7 separate regions of the Mus musculus genome follow, and regions 1, 2, 3, 4, 5 and 6 are each linked to region 7. The links are chromatin contacts, called in public promoter capture Hi-C and targeted proximity ligation maps. All regions are on one chromosome and are shown on one strand. The core of a region is the stretch at or near the end of the contact, and the rest is flanking DNA. Distances in the headings are between cores, read along the strand shown. Region 1 holds the start of Dpp3 (dipeptidylpeptidase 3). Region 2 holds the start of Men1 (multiple endocrine neoplasia 1). Region 3 holds the start of Cdc42bpg (CDC42 binding protein kinase gamma (DMPK-like)). Region 4 holds the start of Rasgrp2 (RAS, guanyl releasing protein 2). Region 5 holds the start of Pygm (muscle glycogen phosphorylase). Region 6 holds the start of Slc29a2 (solute carrier family 29 (nucleoside transporters), member 2). Region 7 holds the start of Sipa1 (signal-induced proliferation associated gene 1).

The links. Promoter capture Hi-C pulls out the DNA fragments that hold promoters and counts their contacts. Capture Hi-C pulls out chosen DNA fragments and counts their contacts.
Region 1: a contact with region 7 is called in a promoter capture Hi-C map of liver, with 5 times the contacts expected there. A contact is called at or near these places in 3 of 39 promoter capture datasets (liver and pre-B cells) and 1 of 9 other capture datasets (pancreatic islet).
Region 2: a promoter capture Hi-C map of liver shows a contact between it and region 7, with 4 times the contacts expected there. A contact is called at or near these places in 13 of 39 promoter capture datasets (the HPC-7 cell line, cranial neural crest, embryonic stem cells and 8 more), 1 of 484 Hi-C or Micro-C datasets (CD4 T cells), 2 of 130 datasets of targeted methods (large pre-B cells and pancreatic cancer cells) and 1 of 9 other capture datasets (liver).
Region 3: a contact with region 7 is called in a targeted proximity ligation map of embryonic stem cells, with 3 times the contacts expected there. A contact is called at or near these places in 1 of 39 promoter capture datasets (hippocampal neurons), 1 of 484 Hi-C or Micro-C datasets (embryonic stem cells), 3 of 130 datasets of targeted methods (craniofacial prominence, embryonic stem cells and pancreatic cancer cells) and 1 of 9 other capture datasets (liver).
Region 4: a contact with region 7 is called in a promoter capture Hi-C map of the SN4741 cell line, with 3 times the contacts expected there. A contact is called at or near these places in 5 of 39 promoter capture datasets (the SN4741 cell line, embryonic stem cells, hippocampal neurons and 1 more), 1 of 484 Hi-C or Micro-C datasets (CD8 T cells) and 1 of 130 datasets of targeted methods (double positive thymocytes).
Region 5: a contact with region 7 is called in a promoter capture Hi-C map of liver, with 3 times the contacts expected there. A contact is called at or near these places in 3 of 39 promoter capture datasets (embryonic stem cells, hippocampal neurons and liver), 2 of 130 datasets of targeted methods (double positive thymocytes and pancreatic cancer cells) and 2 of 9 other capture datasets (adipose tissue and liver).
Region 6: a promoter capture Hi-C map of liver shows a contact between it and region 7, with 5 times the contacts expected there. A contact is called at or near these places in 1 of 39 promoter capture datasets (liver) and 2 of 130 datasets of targeted methods (bone marrow-derived macrophages and pancreatic cancer cells).

Annotation. Positions count from the first base shown.
Region 1 is chr19:4,926,639-4,929,589 of GRCm38.p6, reverse strand. Dpp3 (dipeptidylpeptidase 3) reads left to right here and starts at 1,303. Exons shown (of 18, transcript NM_133803.2): 1 at 1,303-1,370; 2 at 2,531-2,805. The coding sequence starts at 2,536.
Region 2 is chr19:6,333,580-6,336,286 of GRCm38.p6, reverse strand. Men1 (multiple endocrine neoplasia 1) reads right to left here and starts at 1,274. Exons shown (of 10, transcript NM_001168489.1): 1 at 1,205-1,274; 2 at 382-842. The coding sequence starts at 826.
Region 3 is chr19:6,304,976-6,307,820 of GRCm38.p6, reverse strand. It overlaps Cdc42bpg (CDC42 binding protein kinase gamma (DMPK-like)), which reads right to left and starts at 1,364. Exons shown (of 37, transcript NM_001033342.1): 1 at 946-1,364. The coding sequence starts at 1,105. It overlaps Gm52380 (a long non-coding RNA gene), which reads left to right and starts at 1,275. Exons shown (of 3, transcript XR_003952842.1): 1 at 1,275-1,357; 2 at 2,109-2,186.
Region 4 is chr19:6,398,761-6,401,832 of GRCm38.p6, reverse strand. Rasgrp2 (RAS, guanyl releasing protein 2) reads right to left here and starts at 1,292. Exons shown (of 17, transcript NM_011242.3): 1 at 1,182-1,292; 2 at 1-112. The coding sequence starts at 42.
Region 5 is chr19:6,383,139-6,385,838 of GRCm38.p6, reverse strand. Pygm (muscle glycogen phosphorylase) reads right to left here and starts at 1,431. Exons shown (of 20, transcript NM_011224.2): 1 at 1,118-1,431; 2 at 53-154. The coding sequence starts at 1,360.
Region 6 is chr19:5,022,490-5,025,296 of GRCm38.p6, reverse strand. Slc29a2 (solute carrier family 29 (nucleoside transporters), member 2) reads right to left here and starts at 1,291. Exons shown (of 12, transcript NM_007854.3): 1 at 1,020-1,291; 2 at 705-786. The coding sequence starts at 1,048.
Region 7 is chr19:5,662,395-5,665,357 of GRCm38.p6, reverse strand. Sipa1 (signal-induced proliferation associated gene 1) reads left to right here and starts at 1,651. Exons shown (of 17, transcript NM_001164480.1): 1 at 1,651-1,754. Pcnx3 (pecanex homolog 3) reads left to right here. Exons shown (of 35, transcript NM_144868.3): 34 at 1-29; 35 at 111-723. The coding sequence ends at 305.

The sequences.
Region 1 (2,951 bases), core at 54-2,553, 740 kb after region 7:
TATGGATAGCCCTTATTTTCCTATCTGGTTACACTTACATTTCAACTGGGTCTCAGTCAGACAACTTTATACCTCGTCTAGAAACAATGAGAACAGGCAAAAGGAAAGAAGAGGACTTTCCTCGGGACACATTTTTACAGAATTCCCCCTTATAATGACACTCACCAATCAGAACCAAGAGCTACTAGCGCTGTGGTGACAAGGCTGGCCTTAAGCACATGGTTGCTCTGGCCCCTCTAAATAGGCAAGGTAAGGAAGGTGTGTTGGATTTCAGTCCCGAAACACTACCTCCTACACAACTCTAGGGGACAGCACTACCTCTTGATGGCTGCCCATCCCTTGGGTAGACTTAGTCCTGAAGTAAAGCTGACAGTGTTCCAGAGTAAGAGAAGTGAGCTATCTAAAGTCACACAGCTGGTAGGAGACAGACATCTGATTGAACCCTAGACAGCCTAAGTCAGGCCCCAGCTCTTTGCAGTGCTTACCACATCTGGTCAGCAAGTACTTGCAAGAGCCATGGGTCACCCAGAAAGACTCCTCCCTGACTACCAAGAGTAAACAACATGCTTGTCTGCATCCTGGGCTGCCCTCCAGTCAATGTCACTGGAGACCGCTTTTCTATTCTAGCTGGCAAGTGGTCACACTAAGAAAGTGCCAGCTACTAGCTGGCCTCGACTTCAAGTGCGTTGAGGAAACTGGGGTTCCCAATGTTTTAAGGATGGCTTCCATGGCGACCCAGTGGAGCACCTGTAGCATTTTTCTGCACCCCTGGGACTACTGGTGGATGGGACTACTATTCGCACAGCCTACATACACTCTTTGTAAGAGCTTCGTAGTCTCCAAATAGCATCTCCAAATCCTAAATCCAGGGAGGAGGGGGTCCACATTATTATAGTCTTCTCTAAGTGGAGGTTCCTAACTGCCAAATCCAGGGTAGGGACACTGGAGGTGAAACCCCAAAGAGAGCAGGCTCCCAGCTACATGTGTGGAGGCTCCCGATGTATAGGAACTCTCACGTTTGGGGACCTTGTCAGTCCCCTCTGTCGGTACCCGACAGCAGCCACGCGGGGTACTGAGAAACTCAAACTTTTTCACCAAACATCGCCCTACGCCACGCCTCTGTGCAGTGAGGGCCAGCAGACAAAAGGCCAAGGCCTCGCGGTCCTTGCAAGGCAGGCACCACCCGTAGCGCTTGGGGGCGGGGAGAAGATGAGGGGAGGAACTGTCTTCGGTTCTTCTACTGGCTGTAGCTGCTGTCCGTCTGATCCCTGGGGCGACTACGGGTCGGTAGGGGCGGGGCTTGTGTCCCAATGAATGGGGCGGGGAGCCGGAAGCAGGAAGTGAGTTTGCGAACGGAGCAGCTGCAGCAGGTGAGGTACAGCGCCTTGGTTTTGGGGTCACGGTGTGTCATCTTCAGGAGATCAGAGCGAGGCCTGGCTGTGCATGCAAGATCATCCCCTTTCTGTCCACCCTTCAGTGCCTCTTCCAAATCTCTCCCAGCTTTTGGGCAAGGAGAATTTCCAGGCAGTAAAGAGTTAACACCTCTTTCCGAGCGAAGGGGTAGATGGGGCGGAGCCGCGCAAATAAGGAGTACAGAGGGTGGAAACGTGTCCTTAGCCAGGGGCGGAGCGTGGAGAATGTGGTGGGTTCGGAATTCCTTGGGTCCCAACTGAGCTGAAAAGCTTTGGATAAGTTGCTTGCTTTCCAAATGTCATATGGTTCCTATCTGGAAAATGGGTTGTGCCCTTATATGGCTTCCCAACAGAGCAACAGAAGAAAACAGGATAGTGAAGGGCTGAAGAAAGACATGAGACTGGGGCAGATGCTAGGAGGGAAAAGCTGGGACAAAATATCATTGCTGTTTTTGATTTATTTTTTGACAAGGTTTTATGTACCCCAGACTGACCTTGGAATCTGACCCTGGGCCTGGTTGTTGGTTAGACAAACTCTACCAACTGGGTCACATCCCTGTCCTGGATTTCATACCCAGCTGTTGAGCTTGGTGTCATACTCACAGTCAGTGTTGCAGAGGAGCAAAGAGCAGTGCAGGGAGGTGAAGCGGCTGCCCTGGGTTTTAGACCTTTTGGTGGAGCGGGGTTGGGACGGTGGGGTGGATATCCAGCATGAAGCCTTTGTCAGCAGTTGTGATGAGCTAGAGGTGTTGGGAAATTCTGAACAGAGACTAGGACATCTGAGAAGGTGGAGATGAGGCAGGGAGTGGCTGGGGCTGGGAGTCTAGTAATGAGGCTGTGTTCTGCCGGTTCTTCCTTCGTACACTTGGCATCCTGGGCCTTAGTGTCCTCATCTGTAATATGAAGTGATTGGATTCAGATTTTAAGTCTGAGAGGCCACAGGCCAAAGCTGGCCCGCAAGTATTTGAGTCTTTGAATCCCAGCATTTCAGGTGAATGGATGCGACTGGATTACTCCCTCCTGGACTTCTGGATGGAAGAAGTTAGTTAGCTCATGAGCTTTCAGAGCAGCCGCGAAGATGCTGCGCTCTCTGAGATGACTGTGATGTGTTCTTGCAGGGCTCATGGCAGATACCCAGTACATCCTGCCCAATGACATTGGTGTGTCTAGCCTGGACTGCAGGGAGGCATTCCGCCTGCTGTCACCCACAGAGCGCCTCTATGCCCATCACCTGTCTAGAGCTGCTTGGTATGGGGGCCTGGCAGTGCTGCTCCAGACATCCCCTGAAGCCCCCTACATCTATGCCCTGCTTAGCCGCCTCTTCCGTGCCCAGGACCCTGACCAGCTGCGCCAACATGCCCTGGCTGAGGGTCTTACTGAAGAAGAGTACCAGGTCAGTTCTCACAGGCTCGCCTGGCTTCTGAGGGGCTTCTGGAGATGTGCGAAGGACCAGGAACAAGGGGCATAGGGCTCTCTCTCCAACTAGGTAGAGGATTAGACTAAAGGGTGCTAGCTCACACACACACACACACACACACA
Region 2 (2,707 bases), core at 25-2,524, 670 kb before region 7:
CCTTTCAAAATATTTTCAAAGGTATAATCTTAATTGTCTCAAATGTACCCACCCATTTGTCCTACCTCCCCAGTCTGCTACCACCTTCTTTCCCCATATGTTGGGCTGCCAGATCCCTCTGGCTATTCAATGGCAGGGCTGGGACTGTTGAAAGACTGGGGAGTAAAAGCTGGCACCAAATGACCAGGTTCCAGTCTCAGCCCTGTCATTCTGACATTCCCCTCTTCAGAATTCTCTTTCCACAACTGCGAAGGAGAAATAATACCTGCCCCACCACACAAGGTTTACAAGTCTCAAAAGGGCTATAAGCCATATTGTTCAGACATGAGAAGAGGTAAGACAACACTCATTTGCTCTCCTGACCACCTGTCTGACTCCAACCTGTGATGAAGCTGAAGAGGGACTGGATGTGGGCCCGGTCCTTGAAGTAGGAGCGGCTGAGGCTGTTCCATATGACATCCGAGACCTTTTTTACCAGTTCGCGACTAGAAACACCTCCCTCTCGAGGATAGAGGGAGAGGTCCACAGCGCCGCGGATCTGAGCGGTGAATCGGGCATAGAGGGCAGCAATGATGGATAGGTCGGCCACCGGGAAGTAGGTGAGGCCACCAGGAGGGTCGGGTGCGGGGCTGGGCTGGAAGGTGAGCTCCGGCACGTTGGTGGGGATGACACGGTTGACAGCCAGGAAATGCTCCACGAAGCCCAGGACCAAGGACAGGAGCACCAGGTCAGGCTCCTCTCGGCCCAGCTCTGCAGCAAACAGGCGCACCACGTCGTCGATAGAGCGCAGAGGGAACAGCGTCTTCTGGGCGGCCTTCAGCCCCATGGCGGCGGGCGGTGGCCTGCGGGCGAGCCGAGGGAGGGAGGGTCGGGCTCGGCGAGAGAGCCCCCTCCCAGGCTCGGCTAAGGCTCTACCCTCCGCCACAATTCTGCTTCGCCAGCCGCTTCGTCCTGTGCTCACGGGCGGCGGCTCGGTTTCTGAGACCCTTCAACCAAGGCTATATAGGGCCTTCTAGTTCCTTACAATTCCGGGACCCCCAGCCCCGATGAGGCTGCTCCCAAAGACCTATTGGGGACCCTCAAAGGCCGCCCCTCCAGTCCCTACAATCTCTACCCGGCCCTCTGGAGCCTGTCCAGAAGGCAAACCCAAACCAGCCTCCCACAAGTCCCAAGGAGAGTCCCGGCTTCGGTCCCCCGCGCCCACCTCCGCGCTTACATCCCACACAAGGCACCGCGGCGCCCGCCGCCTGAAGCCTGCTGGGAAATGAAGTCCCGCGCCTCCTATGGCCGCACTGCCTGCTGGGAAATGGGGAGTCCTTGCTCACCCGGCCCTCTCTAAATCTGAAAATGACAGCCAAACCCGCAATGGCTTATGGAAGAAGTAGTCCTGCTGCTCCAGGGCGGGTAAGCTGAGCTCCTCAACGATTGGTCATCTAGGATCACGCCAGAAGAAGTTCCTCCGTGACTTCTGGGAGATTGTAGTCCTAGGATTAAACTCAGGCGCAGTAGCGCCCCTGCAGTGTGTATTATGGCCAGTTTAAGATGTGAGGGAAACTGTTGCTCTAAAACACTACAAGGAGGCTGGAGACCTGGTTCAGCTGTTCAGAGCACTTGTTGCTTTTGCAAAGGACCTGGGATCAAGTTTAGGTCCCCACACCCACATTGTGGCTCACCATCTGTAACTCCACTTCCAGAGGACCCATGCTTTTCTCTGACCTCCACCAAGCTTGACTTGGTGCACACACATAAAAAGGCAGACGAAACATCCACACCTAAAAAGAATGCAAGGCTGAACACAGTACGGCGGAGGCAGAAGGATTTTGGTGAGCTCAAGGCAAGACTGGTCTATGATCCAATACCAGTCCTTGAAATTAGAGGCAAGGAACTCAGGGTGGACTTCAGAGATGACTCAGAGTTAAGAGCCCTGGCGGCTCTGGCTCAGGACCCTGCGTTCCCAGTATGTACATGTTTGCTCACAACTGGGTCTTTAGCCCCACTTTAGGAGGTCCAATGTTCTCTGCTGTCCTCTGCAGGCTCCAAGCAGGCACCTTATGCACACACATAGGTAAAATAAAATTAAGGAAAGAAAAGAAAAAAAAAATCAGGAAGTTCAAGGTCAGTTTTACCTTAGACAGGATCTTGCTTTTTAGTTCAGACTGGCCACAGACTCACAATATTCCTGCCTCAGCCTCCACCATGCTGGGATTATAGATGTTCACCACCAGTCCACATGGCACCACCCCTCCCACAAGGCTTCATGACCTCATCTTAATTCACGAAGTCTGTAATGACCCTGTTTCCAAAACGAAGTCTTTTTGTCTGAGACCAAGACCTCAATAGATGAAGCTGAGGAGATGATGTAGCAGCTGAGAGCCTTTTGTTGTACCAGTAGGAGGACCTGAGTTCAAATACCCAGAATTCACTTATACGTTTGGAATCCTAGCATTATAGGGCATGGATGGGGAATGGGGTCAGTGTGGGGGTTAAAGGGAGGAGGGTCTTGGGACTTCCTGCCTAACGACCTAGCTGCAGGTTCAGAGAGAGAGCCTGTGTAAAGGGAAGAAGACAGAGAGAGTCATAAAGAAGGATATGTGATCTTTCTGTTTTCCACATCTGAGCAGCTCCTTACACAGGTGTAAAGACACCACACACATATACAAGCAGAACCTCTTCCTTTCTTTCTTTCTTCCTTTCTTCCTTCCTTTCT
Region 3 (2,845 bases), core at 115-2,614, 640 kb before region 7:
CCCAAGCAGAGGTGCCAGAGGCAGGCAGGGAGAAACACACATATGTGTAAACACACACACATGTGCCACATGCACACACCCAGGTACAGGTGTCATGTGGGAGTGATGACAAATCAGACACTTGTAAAACACAGAAGAGTCACAGAGAAACAGGCAGGCAACGGGGGCAGGGCCGTCTAACTGCTCTCACCCCAGAAAGAAATGGCAGGACTGGCTGGTAGACCCCCATCCATATTTGGCCTAGCCTTGTGTCTGCCCATAGCTCAGGAGCACCAAGAACTCTGATCGCCTACAGGGTAAACACCCCATGTTTCAGGCCCAATTCCCATGCCCTCCTCACCAAAGCCTGGCCAGATGTGTCCAGTGCCCACATTGGGTTTAGGATCACCCTAAGTCAGCCATTCCCAAGGATTCAGACGAATCAAATAAAACCACTTCTAACAAGACCCCAAATCCTCCAAAGGGGTTGAGGTTGGTTCTTGGTCCCGGCTAGGGATTGAAGTAAGGAGACTTGTCTGCAAGGTGAAGGACGAGGACTTTTGAGTGTGTGACAGGTGAGAGGGGTCCTAGAACAAAGTGCCCGTCCTCTTGAAGAACGGAGGAAATAGAGAAAGTCTGTATGTTTATGTCACACAAAACGGTGTCCGCCTAAATGTATGTTCTAGGTAGAGCATGAGGTGACCGTTGTGAAAGATGTGTATTGGCAACATGTCTGGGGTCTGTAGCAGGGTATGTGGGAAGTGTACCTTATGTACCTGTCTCTGGGAGTTTGAAGTAAGGTGCAGGTGAGCGAGCGGGCTGTGGAGACCAACGGCAAGCGTTAGATACAGCACAATGAGGAAGTTTCAGGAATATGCCACTCCCGGGAAAAGGTCTGGGGGCACAAAGCTCCAGGTGTTGTCGTCCCTCCAGCTTCCCTTCCCGGGTGTTGCCCGGACCACTCACCCCAGCTCAGAAACTGCGCCACGTTACGCTCCCGGCGCAGGGGGGCGCTGCTGAGCTCTTGGTGCACCCCCAGCAGCAGATCCAGGAGGCCGTCGAGCCCTGGGCTGCCACCAGCTTCGCCCCGTACCAGCTGCTCCAGCGCACGCAGCCGCTGCTCCATGGCTGCCGCTGGAGCCCCGAAACCCGGGCTAGAGCCAGGCCGCCCGCATGCCCCGTCCGTCCGTCCGCCCGGCGGTCCGTCTGTGGTCCCGTGGCTCGTTCTGCGCGGCTTCCCCCCTCCCTCCCGCCCTCCCCGCTGTCACCTTCCTCGGTCGCCACCCGCGCTCCTTCACCTGGTCGCCCGCCCCGCCCTCCAAGCCCGCCCCCGACGGACGGGCAGGTGCGCGCCGGCCAATGGGAGCCGCGGCTGAAGGTGAAGGTGGGAAGGCGGAGGCGCGCGGGGGCGGGGCCGACCCTCGTCCAGGAAGTGGGAGGGCGGGCCACGAAAAGTAACTCCTGGGCGGGGTTGGAGGGGGTCCGTTGGGGTCGCAAAAGGCCCCTCTGATCACGGTGCCACCCCAGTCCCAGCGCCACCTAGACCCTCATGAGACACTAACCTAGACAGAGCCTAGCGCAACTTCCCGCGGGACCCGGCCAGCGGCCTGTCCCTTAGCCAGGCCAGAGGGGCTAGGGACGGTTGCGGCCCTGAAGCCGGATGGGAGTTGTAGTCCGCTCTGGCCTCGGTTTGAAAGCGGCGCTAAGGCAACACACCCATCTACCCCCAAAAGTTTCTGATCTCCTTTAAATCCTTAAAACTAACCCAGAGACATGTAGTTGAGGTAGGATGGGCACACTCATTTAGCATGAATACACTGCGGCTTTGGAAGGCTGAGGGTAGGGGGTCTCTGAAACTAGATTCTCGTGTGGACCTAGATGGGACTGATTTTCAAGGCTTTGGCGGGAACAAGGCCCTGAACTGGAACGTGGAGGGCACAAGAAGTTTGAGATGTGCTGATGGAGGCAAAGGAGGTGGAGGTGCTGGCTGTGTCCAGGGAGGTTTTTTATTTCTGGCCATCTGTGTTGGTCTTGATGGTGACAGGCCAGATACCAAAGAGAAGGGTGCTCTGGTGTCTTTTGAACAACTTGTTTAAAGGCCTACTTAGAGGGCTTGCCTCTCCTTCCAGACTGCAAGCTGAAGACCTTGACAGGATCGAGTCATCAGCGTTGAGGGAGGAAGCATTCTGAATGTTTGCAGGGGCAAAGTGAGTGGGACACCCAAATCCCATCTAACGGGGTCTAGAAACATTACAGGGGTTATGTTGGGGTGGTGGTGTGGGAGTGCACGCCTTTAATCCCAGTACTTGGGAGGCAAAAACAGGTAGATCTCTGGGATCCAGGCCAGCCTGGTCTTCAGAGTAAGTTCCAGGACAGCCAGGGCTATACAGAGAAACCCTGTAAAAAAAAAACAAAACAAAAAAAAAAAAAAAAAAAAACCAACCAACCACTGTAGGTCTCTCATTTGATCTTTACAGAAGCCCCTTCTCCATGAGGTCCACAATTTGAAATGGGGAAAACACAGGCATATATTTCTTTCCAGATCTATCAGGCTGGGAAAGAGACTCAGGATTCAAATTCAATGCCATGGCACTGCCAAGGGAGGGTCAGGGAGGGCAGACTGGAGTTTGGATTTACGGTTTTTGTTGTTGGTGTTGTTTTTATCCTCTCATATAAACTAGGCTGATCTGGAACACACTATGTAGTCAAGAATGACCCAGAATTCCCAGGCGTACTGCTTCAACTTCCTAGTTCTTAGATTACAGGGTGAATTGATGGAGCCTACTGGCTCTCTCAGGGATTCTGAACCTCCTCAGCACAGGGCAGGGCTGGGGCCCACAGAAGCCACAAGGAGGCGCCAGAGACT
Region 4 (3,072 bases), core at 43-2,542, 740 kb before region 7:
CTCCACGGTGCAGCCCTTGTCCAGGTCCAGAGTGCTCGTCATGGCTGCCGGTGCCAGTAGGCTAGACCCAAGCTACACTCTCAGAGCCTCCCACGGTGCTCAATTCGGACCCCTGTCCTGGGAGAAGTGGGAGTCAGCAGAGGCGCGGGAGGTGGGGGGAGCGGCTCGGCGCGTAGGAACGGGGCGGAGTGGGCACGCCCCCTGCTGGGCATGGGCGGAGTTGCCTGCCGTTGCCCCTCTAGGGTTAAACGGTCCTGCCCCGGGATGGTGCAACTCGCTAGTTGGGAAATGGACTAGCTGAGAGGCTTCCGGCCCACCCGCGGAGTCGCGGGAGGTTAGAAGGGTTCTACGAGAATAAGGGACGAGCCAGGACCCCAGGGGTTAGTTAGTGCCCCAAGCCTCCTGGCGGGCCCTCCTCTCCTTGCATTTGCTCCCCACAGGCACCTGCAACACCCCACAGCTTGACTCTGCACTCCTCCCGCTTCCCCTCCCTTCACAGCCTCCCTTCCCCCGCAGGGTTATTTTGGGAACCCAGTGCCTGAGGGGACCTCGGAGGAATTTCTCCCTGGGATGGAAGGAGGGAGGAGGGAACCCAGGAGTCCTGCCTACATCTCCCCCTCCTGGGCTCCCCGAGTGGGAGGCGGGGCCGTAGCATCCCCCAGGGGCCTGCCCTTGGGGAGGAGGGCTAGAGAGAAGAACATTCCTGGGGCGGGGGGTGGGAGGGGTAGCCCACTGCGGTTGGGAGATGTCAGTGGGAAGCCAAAGCCTGGGAACCGCGGACTCCCAACCCACAAGTACTAAGGTCCCAGGAGTCCGGTCCTAGCCCTTCCAGAATTGCCATATATCTTCCCAACCTGGGCTCCCGCCTTCCCACCCACCCTGCTGCATAGTTAAATTGTGCGTGAGAGCACCGAGTAGGGAGCCCAGAAGGGGCCGCTAGCGCCATGGCCTGCATGACACCATTAATAATCCTGGTCATCAGTGGGGACTATAAAAGCACCCATGCAGGAACAAACACCTATTCTCTAGACTAGGTATTTGCCGAAGGCCAATGACCTACATTAAGTGCAAGAAGACCCTTTTCACACACACCAGGGTCATAGACACCTCCCGTCCTAATCACACACAATGGCACCCACATCCCATGCACACCTGCAATGAAAATCCTCAGCCACACATACCCAAGTCCTTTACTTCAGAATGCAAACCTGAATGCAGTTCACCTCCCAGACCTTCTGTTCACTTGAACCAGCTCAGCCTCTGATCTCTCGATCACAGTAGCTCTGACATCTGAACACGTGTGCACACACGCAAAGACAGTGCATCTCCACGCATGTACACTCCCACACGCATCCACATACCCCCTGGTTGCGCACACACCCATTCTGCCGCCCCTCCCCCCTCAACCAGGCTCCAGGGCTCGCAGCCCCAAAGCCTGGGGTTCTTTACATTCCTGGATCTCGCCAAAACCTTGTCCCAAGGAAAGGGACCTCGCCCTTACACAGACTCCCCTACATTAGGGAATCCTCCCGAGGACTTCTCAGAGTCGTTCCCTCCTGACTGTTACTTCCTTGCTGGGTGACCTTGAGAATCATTTAGTCTCTCTGAACCTCAATTTTCCCATCTGTCAAATGGGGACTTGCAGGGAAGAGCCTGGTAGATACGTTTCAGGCGAGCACCGGAATGCCTCGAACGCCCCCCTCCTGCGGGTGGCTCTAAGTGCCTCATCCCCTCCGCAAGCTCTGTCCCACCCAGGACCGCAGATTCCCCACCCACCCGCAGTCCCCGCCAGCCTGCCCCTAGGAGATCCCTAGGGGCCGCACCCTCTGTGTCCCACGCCCCACCCGCGCGCGTGCTCGCTCACTCACTCTTGGGACCCGCAGCGCGGACCCCGAACCCTGCCCGGCCAGCGCCACCTCCGTGCGCTCCCGCCCGCCGGCCTCGCTGCGGCTGCGGCTCCCACCCGGTCTCCGCGCCGCGGCCCAGCGCCCTGCCGCCCCGCCCCCTCCCCGCCCCTGCACCCCGCGCCGCGCCTCCTCCACCGGGGACTCCCCCTCTCGCCCCGCGCGCGCCGGGCCCTGAAGCAGATTAACCCCTCCCCTGCCGCCCCAGAGAGTTTAACCGCGGGCGGGGGGCTGCGCCACTGTTGGTGTGGGGACCGCGTGCAGCAGCCCTCCCCCACCGCGACACCCCCGGGCTCTGCGCCCCGCCTGGGTGTCGCACGGAGGAAGCCGGGAGGGGCAGGAAGCGGACTGCGGTGGGGAAGGGGCGCCCCGCCCAGCCCCCCGGTCCGGGTTCCTGTTTTCGAGACAAACCGTTCCCACGGGGTTCACCCTGCCCGGGCCCGGGCGTCTTCCTGCGGGCGGCGGAGGCCCGGGCGTGGTGGAGGTCGCGGGCGTGGGGCTGCGGATCCTTGCGATGGCCTGGGGGAGGGGCTGGGACAGAATGCGAGCTGGTTTTGGTCCAGTGGAGCCTCAAAAAGCCAGGAATGAATGAACGAACACGCGGCTCCCTGGGAACCCAGGTTCGTTGTCTAGAGATGGGGCGAGGGACACCCCACTGGGCAAGAGAGAAAGAGGCGTCTATAAATTGGGTAGGTGCTTTGCAGTTTCGGAACTGGAAGCCTTGGATGCATGGGCCGAGACGAGGAACTTGGGAGGGGCAGCCACAAGCAGTTATGTCCCTCACACCTAGCCTAGGGATAGGTAACAGTTTCCGGCCGTTTAGACTCACTATGAAACCCAGGGCCGCAAAACCCCTTCCGAGGATTGCCCCTCCTTGCCTTGGGCGAGGGAAGCAGTCCTCTGCACTTCAATCTTGGTTTATGTGAGGCTCAGAAGAGGCCCCTTATATACCTCAGTTTCTCCAGAACCGGGAATATACCACTGTTCTCGCCTAAACGATCTGCGAATGCCCTAAGCCCTAACACTCCCCTGGTTTTGAATTTATTTTAGCCACCTGCTAAGAGACCCTAAAACGCCGCAGTGGGGCGGGGCTAGGGGCGGAGCCAAGAAGGCGCCAAGCCTCCTCTAGACCCTCCCCCAGACAGCGGGGAAAGCTCCGTAGTCCGGG
Region 5 (2,700 bases), core at 182-2,681, 720 kb before region 7:
CCCAAGTGCCAGCATAAGACACCCCCCACCCAACCTTAAGTGCTTCCCCCACCTGGTAAGTGGCCTCATCACAGGCGTTCTCCAAGGCCAGGTTCACCATGGTGTTCTGCAGTGTCCGGCCCATGTAGAACTCCAAAGACAGGTAGTAGATCCTCTGCCCAGAGACAGGCAACGGGGAAGAGGGGTCAGGGCCACCCCACTGACATTCAGGCAGGAACAGCTGGGCCTGCACCTCTCACCCTCCTGCCCTACCGCCAGGCCCCAGAATGTCTCGTCTCTGTCAGCAGTTCTTGTCTGCCTGCTCAGAGTGGCTATTTCAGACTTTGGGGCCCAACAGAGGTGTTGGTCCCTGTGTTCCTTTGAAATGCCTTTCCATCTGGCTTGGTTTCTCTTCTAGAGAGTAAGGCTAGCCAGGCCTATCTCAGGGGTTAAGGTGCTTGTGAGAAGTGGGGACCCCTTTTGAGGTATTGAGAAGCAGCTTTGAGTGTTCCCCGAGAAGACCTTGCCAAGGCCCGGAGGAAAAAGTCATTTTCAAGGTCGCACAGTGACTCAGGGCTGGAACTGCCTTCTGTCCATGCAATGCTGCTCCCCCTCGTCCCTAAGCCTCAGTCCGGACACGAGCAGAAGCATGAAGATGCTGAAGGCACGGCCTTCCCATTTCCTGGGGCCCTCCCTGGCCCTCCCCGATCCTGGTTGTGGGGTTAAGTTCCTGACATTTACCAGTGACCCTGCCAGATACTTGATACCCACGACGCCAGCTGCCCCAGCTTTGCCCTGCCTGTGGCACAAGCAGACTGTACCGTGCACACATCTGATGACATGTCCTTCCATGCCAGGTCCAAATCAGGCCACAGGGGTATACATTTCCTGCCTACCAGCAGCCCCTCCAACCCTATCTAGCACGTGTAGCCTACCCCGAGCACCCTTGGGTCTCCCTCCTCAGTGTTCTGTCTAGCACCCTTAGATCCTGCAATCCCAAACTCCTAAAACAGCAAATGATTTTTCTGTAGAAAACTTGGGCCTCAGAAAGGAGCTGCCACATGCCTGAGATGTCTCAACTCTCTGCCAGGCCCAACTCCCTGCTAATTCCCACCCAGGGTGTCCCCTCCTGTAGCACCTTGGGGTCCTTTTCGTAGTAATGCTGCTGTGTGCGGATCCAGCGTCCCACGAGGTGGTCCCGGACAGTGTGGGCCAGTGCAAAATAGTAATCTCTCGGAGTAGCCACATTGCGATCCTTGACCAAGGTGAAATGCAGGTGGCGGTTGAAGTTCTTTTTTAGCTCCGACACATTTTCCACTCCGGCTAAGCCACGAACGCTGATTTGCTTTCTCTTATCCTGGTCTGAAAGAGGCCTGGACATGGCTGTGAGAGGGTGGGCCGAACTGGACAGATGATGGCCTCCTAGCTGCCTCCAACCAGGGAGTGGAGCTGCCCAGCTGTGAGGGGATTTAAAGCCTGGCTCAGGGCAGCATGCCACGCCTCCCCGGACGTGGGAGGGTCTTGGCCGTGAAGCTCAGGGAGCTATTTTGGGGGGAAGCAGAGAGGAGAGGAGGGAGGAACAAGCTCTCCACAGCCCAGAGAGGGGTGTGTTCACAGCTGACCCACTTCTTCCAGGTTTCCTAAGCCTTCTGGTCTTATCCACTGGCCCTTGGCTTTTGAAAGACTGGAACAGGGGGACCAATTTGGAAGGCCTGAGGCTTGCCTAACGCATTCTGGTTGAGACTTTGTCTAAGACATTATCCAATCTGGGACCTTTCTTGAGCTACAGATAAAAGGTGGGACTGGATTGGAGATCCTCTTTAGAGAGGCCAAAGGGCTGTCACAAATACAGGACACTTTCTCCTTTCCTCCGAGCAGCAGGGTTTGTGTGTGACATCTGCTTAGAGTACCACCAGTGGGGCATGACGAAGTGGCTATTAAGCTGGTCACAGCCACTTCTCACTGGGACATGGCTGCACTGAGACTTGGAGGTTGTGAGCATGGACAGCAGAGCCATAAGCTGAGTCTGTGTCCTAAACAGAGGCACTGCTAATACAGAAGAGGCTGGCAGCCGTGGAGGGAGACCAAGCCCCTGGGTTGCAGGGAGCACTGTGGGGAAGGAGAGATGTCTGGGGTGGGGGGAGAGCCACTGCTTTCACCCCACCCCCACCAACGCCTGGTGCTTCTGAGCTTCCCCCTGTCAGCTGTCCTTCAAGGAGCTCTGAAGTGACCTTTTCCAGAGGGGATGGTTGGTCGGGTTACAGGACAGCTTTGGCTGAGGCTGCAGCCTGAAGCAGGGGCTACTGGGAACTATAGTCCTGTGGTCTGCGGGGTGTGTGTGTGTGTGTTTGTGTGTGTGCGTGTGTGCCTCTGTGTGTGTGTGCCTCTGTGTGTGTGTGTGTGAAAGACAACAATCCCCAGGAGTTCATGACATGGGATAAATGGGGGTGTCACCAGCCCGGAATGCTACTTAGGAAGCTGATACAGTAGGACCATAAGTTCAAGTCTTCTATTTTTAGTTTTCATTTTGTTTATGTATGGTGTTTCAAGACAGAGTTTCTCTGTGTTGCCTTGGCTGTCCTGAAACTTGCTCTGTAGACCAGATTGGCTGCCAACTCAGAGATCTACCTGCCTCTGCCTCTCAGGTACTGGATTAAAGGTGTGCGCCATAATAGAGGGCTGAGACAATGCACTCAATTTCTACCATCACAAAACCCAACC
Region 6 (2,807 bases), core at 42-2,541, 640 kb after region 7:
GGTCCAGCACCGATGCCAGCACTCCACAGACACCTGGGAAGTTAACCCACTGAATATGTTTGAATAACCCTATTCTAAAGAAAACACAAAAGTTAGGCAGTGGTGATGCACGCCTTTAATCCCAGCACTCAGAAGGCAGAGGCAGGCAGATCTCTGAGTTCGAGGCCAGCCTGGTCTACAGAGTGAGTTCTAGGACAGCCAGGGCTACACAGAGAAACCCTGTCTCGAAAAAAACGAAAACAACAACAACAATAAAACAAAAAGGAGAAAACAAGCTATAGATTTCTGCCTTTCTATAAAAGAATGCATGCTTTGGGGAATCGGGCCTTCCTCCACATCTGTCTACAGTAGTTGCTCATTAATTATTAGTTGAATGACTGTAACTCATGTCATTGCAAAGAAAGCCAAAGGCTTGGAAAAAAGACACTTTGGAGTGACTGGCCAAAAATAACGACAAAGGGCATGGGATGGAAACTCCTTTGCTGGTCAGACTCCCTACGTGGATGGCCCTGCACCTCTGAGATCTGTACCTTCCTAAAAGTTTGCCTAGCCAGGGGAGAGGCGGTTCCCTCTATGAGGCTTGGTGCTGTCCCTGACAGGCTGAGCTGTAGTAAGTGGCCTGGTGAGGAAAGTGGCTCAGTTCAAGACGGCTGGAGGGATGTTGGTTTGTGGCCATGAGGTTGCCCAGCGGCCGCGGGTCTCACCGGGATGGCGGTAATGAAGAAGTTCCAGGGGAGAAGGGTGCCCAGTCCCAGAATGAAGAAGCTGATCCCAACCAGGTGGTAGCTGTGGGGATCAATCAGAAGGTCACCCCGAGGACGTACGCCTGGGCCGCCCTAGCCGCCCCTCAGTAGAACGGACTACAATCCCCATCACCCTGGCTCAAGCAGCTAAGGGAATCGGCTGATGGGAATTGTAGTCCCGTTCGTCTTTGAGCCCAGGAGCATCAAGACGAGCGGGAATTCAAAGGCTCGTGGCCACCTGGGCCACGGTACGCAGCACATGGGTTCCCACCTCACCTGTCCCGAGGGGCGTTTCCCCGCGCCATGGTTGCCGCAGTCCTATTGCACCAGGCCCACAGAAGGCGGCTGCACCTGCGCCTACGCAGGGCTGGGAGGCCGAAGGAGAGCGACGCTGGTCGGTGTCCAGGAATCCCAAGGTCGGAGCGCCGTAGCGGAGGGTCGGGGTTGGGTTACACTGCGGACCACGTTTTGCAGGCTCGGACCTCGGCTCCGCCTCCAGGGCGGGAACAAAGAGCCATTGCTCCCCTCCCCCGGACGCCCGCTCTCCAGACTCCGCCTCGCTGGTGGCTGTGCCTTTAGGGTATTAGGTTCCGCCTTCTAGCTTGCTTCCGCGCCTGAAGCTGTGTCTCACCGCCGTCCCTTCGCCTCGCACCCGTCTTCTCCTTAGGCACGGGTCCGGAATCTCTGGGGAAGGGATAAGGACTGCGCAGGAGGGAAGGGGTCCGGTGGTTGTTGGGCACAGTCGATCTAGCTGGGAGGTTCTTCCTCTTGGCGTGTTCTAAGGTTTGGAGCCCTCTAAGCTCTAAGCAGATTAGGAAGTAAGTCCGACCAGAAGGAAGAAGCCAGTGTCATCAATTGTCGCAGAAGGTCCCAGCGCGGTGCTCCGAGGGAGTTCCCCCAGAGGTCGAGGCACTTTTGCAAACGAAAATCCCCAACATATGTGGAAGACGGACAGATAGGCCCTCCTACGGTACCTGGGTCCAACAAGGAGGATTGAACAAAGGCTCTGGAGGGAATCGTGGCCCAGGTGACGTTCGGCCCCCTCCCCTGTAGTCGCCACTGCCACCCTCAGGAGTGCTTAAAAACCTAATTTTCACTAGGCGTGGTGGCGCACGCCTTTAATCCCAGCATTTGGGAGGCAGAGGCAGGCGGATTTCTGAGTCCGAGGCCAGTCTGGTCCACAGAGTGAGTTCCAGGATATATTCAGGACTATACAGAGAAACCCTGTCTCAAAAAAACGAAAAAAAAAAAAAAAAAAAGAAAAAGAAATATATTTATGTGGACTGGTGAGAGCGTTTGCTGCCAAGCCTGATGCCCCGAGGCCACGCCCAGGACCCATATGTTAGAAAAACTGAAGCGACTCCAGCAAATTGTTCCCTAACCTCCACACAAGCACAGTGGCACACGTGCTTCTAAGTAATAAATACAAATAAATATGAATATATAAAAGTATATATATACAAGGTTATATAAATGTGTGTCTTCTAAAGAATATAGTTTTTTAGAATGTTTTTCCTATGTATCAGCCAGACCATGCTGTTACTATCCCTGTTCTGTCCTGTTCCCGGAATCTAGCCACCAGGCTTGGCTCATCGAAGGTGGTTCCTTAGATCATGGTGGACTGCAGATGACTGTGTGGTACTGGGAACTGAACTCAGAGCCCTGTGCATGCGAGGCAAACACTCTTACCCCTGGGCTGCATCTAACCCTAGCTGGTGACGTTAGGGAAAAGACAGCAATGGATTACACTGGGAAAGACAGTTACTCTTTAAGTTTTCTTTCCAGACTTCCATTATGCCAAGAGGGACAGTCTTGAGTTCAGTTCTAACAGGTTTTCAAGGCCTCTTCATCCCCTCTGCCTTGAGCATCTCTCGACAGTTTTACCTACACACAGTTAGTCACTTGCATTTTTCGAATGCTTATTCTAATAACTATTACTGACCTGTTTCCTACTTGACAGTGATAGGAGAGTGAGTCAAAGTGGGACAGGGGGTGGGATGTTGCCCTGGCACCATCTTGAAGATGGAGATGAGGGTCTGGGGAGCAGTCTGTTGTCTTGGGCTG
Region 7 (2,963 bases), core at 402-2,901:
GCCCCAAAGGAGGCACCCCCAAATCTCAGGTAAGGAGCCTGTGGAAGAAGACGACCCCAGGAGTTCTCAGGTCGGTTTGTCTGCTCATCTGTCTGTCTTCTCTCCCATAGGCCCCTCTAGACCTCAGCCTCAGTCCTGATGTCAGCTCTGAGGCCTCACCTGCCAGAACCACCCAGGACCTTCCTTGCTTGGACAGCAGTATTCCTGAGGGTTGCACACCCTCCGGTGCCCCAGGTGACTGGCCTGTCCCTGCTGAGGAACGCGAGAGCCCGGCTGCCCAGCCCTTGCTGGAGCATCAGTACTGAGGAGTCAGCCTGGCCTCTGCTGGATCGCATCCCGGGACTCAGTAACTCGGACTCTGCTGGACTACAGAACTGATTGGCTTTGGCTCTGGTGTCTGCACCCTGATATCTGGCTACTTCAGTGTCACAACTCAGTGACCTAGACTTCTCTCCCTGATCCGTGGCCTGGATCCCAAACTGAGGCAGCAGCCTCCTAGCCAGGCCCTAAGAGCCAAACCCATGGGCTGGTCCCTCATTGGAGCCCATGGCCAGGACTGACTTTGCCTCTGGGGCCTGCACTGCCCCCAAGGCTGGCCTCCTTAGCCTGGACCTGGGGCCCGATATGTGGCAAGGGTGGGTTCATTCGTTCTTTTGTCATTTTTCTTTCTTTTTTTTTCTGTGCTTCAGAGACACCAAATTAATAACACTATTTTTGATTTTGGTTGGCAGTTTTATTTTCTGTGGGACGAGGTGAGGTTGGTAGAGGTGCCGGAGGCAGGGAGGCTGAAGTCAGAAGAGTGTGAGGGATAAGGGGTCAGACTGCTGGGCTCCAGGCAGACATGAGGTGGGATGGGCTGCCTTCCTCACCTGCCTCTGCCTTTCTTTTTTTTTTTTTTTTTTTAATGGTTTAAGAGCTTTATTATAGAAATGCAGGGGGGAAGAGAAAAGGTAGAGAGAGAGAGTGTGTGGGGACGGGGAAGGCTAGAGAAGAAGAAAGAGAAAGGAGAGAAAAGACAAAGGGAAGAGGAGAAAGAAGTGAGAGGATAAAGGAGAGAGCTGAGCCTCTGCTTTTCAAGCAGTCCTCTATGCCCAGGTGGCTCACACATCCATCAGCCTTGATCTTGATCAAAGACTGCTCAACCTCATTTGTTCCAAGCTTAAAGAAAATAACAGGTGAATAGAAAGGATTCTATTTCGTTTTTGAGACAGGGGCTTACTATGTACTCCCTATGTACATCAGGCTGGCCTTGACCTCAGATCCACCTGCCTCTGCCTTCAGAGTGCTGGATTTAATGGTGTTCGCCATTGCATAAATGGTAGCCTGTGTAGATCAGTTATCTAGCTTGGCCCAGCCCTTAAAGAGTGAAATAGTTTCTGGCCCTAATACCTGCTGTCTGCTGAGCCACAGCAGGACACTAAGTGGCCTCTAGCGCTCCAATTGGTCTGGAAGGCAGGTACATTTGTTCCCATTTCTCGGTGAAGTCACTGACTGGGCTAGGACCGGGAGTTAAAAGAGCAGCTGAAGGCTGGGACAGAGAACTTCAGGCTGTCCGGGGCTGCCTAGGTTCCTGTCGGAGGTCCCCACCCACTGTGCTTCCCGCCTTAGACAGCTCCCGGGTAGTCCCGCCCCTCCACTACGTACCGCCTCCATCCTGGCCCCGCCCCCAGGCGGAGCGGAGGCGCCGGGAGCGGTGTGAGCAGGCAGCGGGACCTTGGTGCGGAAGGCAGCGGTGGCCAGCTTGAGCCCGAGAGGTACTGGCGGGATCAGGGATCGGGAGGCACCAGGTTCGGGCTGGATACCCAACAAAGTAGCCTGGACGTGAACCCTTGTAGTGTGGGGAGGAACGGGACTATTGGCTGCTTTCGCTACACGTACCCCACCCAACCTCCTGCCCCAGTCCAGCCCCGAGTCAGCACGTCCAGTGTTCTGTCTCCTGCTGGCAGCTCCCACTCCCTCCTCTGCATGAGCAGATTCAGAGCTCCACTGAGTGGATTCATTGGTTCTGGACTTTTCTCAGCAATGCTGGCAGCTGCTCCTGCTGCTGAGTGTGTGGGGCTCCCCCTATTCTGGGGCTCCCCTTTTCCCAGTGTGACCTCTTTCCCAGCCTTTGCAATCCTGAGTCTGGCCTGGGAGGAAACATCTGCAGCACTCCCTGGCAACAGAAATAGGGTCACGACCTCCAGATGTGCTGGGAAGCATCCAGCGCCTCCTCCTGGGGCAGCCAGGCCTTCCGGATCTGTGGGGGCGGGGCACCCCCCTTTTCCCCCCTCAGTGACACAGGCTGCAAGGAATGTCCTGGCCTCAATGGACCTTGTGTGAAGATGAGGGGTGGGGGGCAGAGCCCAAGTACACCCCTTAAGGCAGGGCCAGAACAAGAGGGAGCTCCTGGACTGGGCTGCACACATTCCCAGGGCTCCTCCCGGCACTGCGGCCTCAGTCTGTGCCCACAGCTTGGTCTATGGACCTGGGGCCTGCACAGTTCACACACGGACATAGTTGGCTTCACCTTTCAGTTTCCAAGGAGTCTTCAAAGAACTCATGAAGTGCAGCATCAGAGCTTATCCTAGAAGACAGACAGACAGACAGGAAGACCCTGAGGAGGTCTGCTCTTGTTTGGTTCTGGAGACCCAGCTGAGGGGCACCGTGGAGCTGCTCCCTGTCCCCTCCCAGCCTGGCCCCCTTGATGCCACTGGATGATGCAAAAAAAAGTACTAATGGAGGCCTGCCCCTGCCCCAGCTGTTGGCTCCATTCCTAGCTCACGCCGAGGTAGGCTCGGCCTTCTCACACCTTTTGCACCTGCCTAGTGTAGCTTCACCACATTTCCGCACTTAGTAGGTCCCTGGGGCCTTGGGTGTTTCAGCCTTACATCCTGTGAGACCTTGAGCCTCTCCCGTCTCCCCTCACAAGGCTGCCTTACTCCTACGCACACGGGCAGAGTAGGCAGGTGCAGCTCTGACAA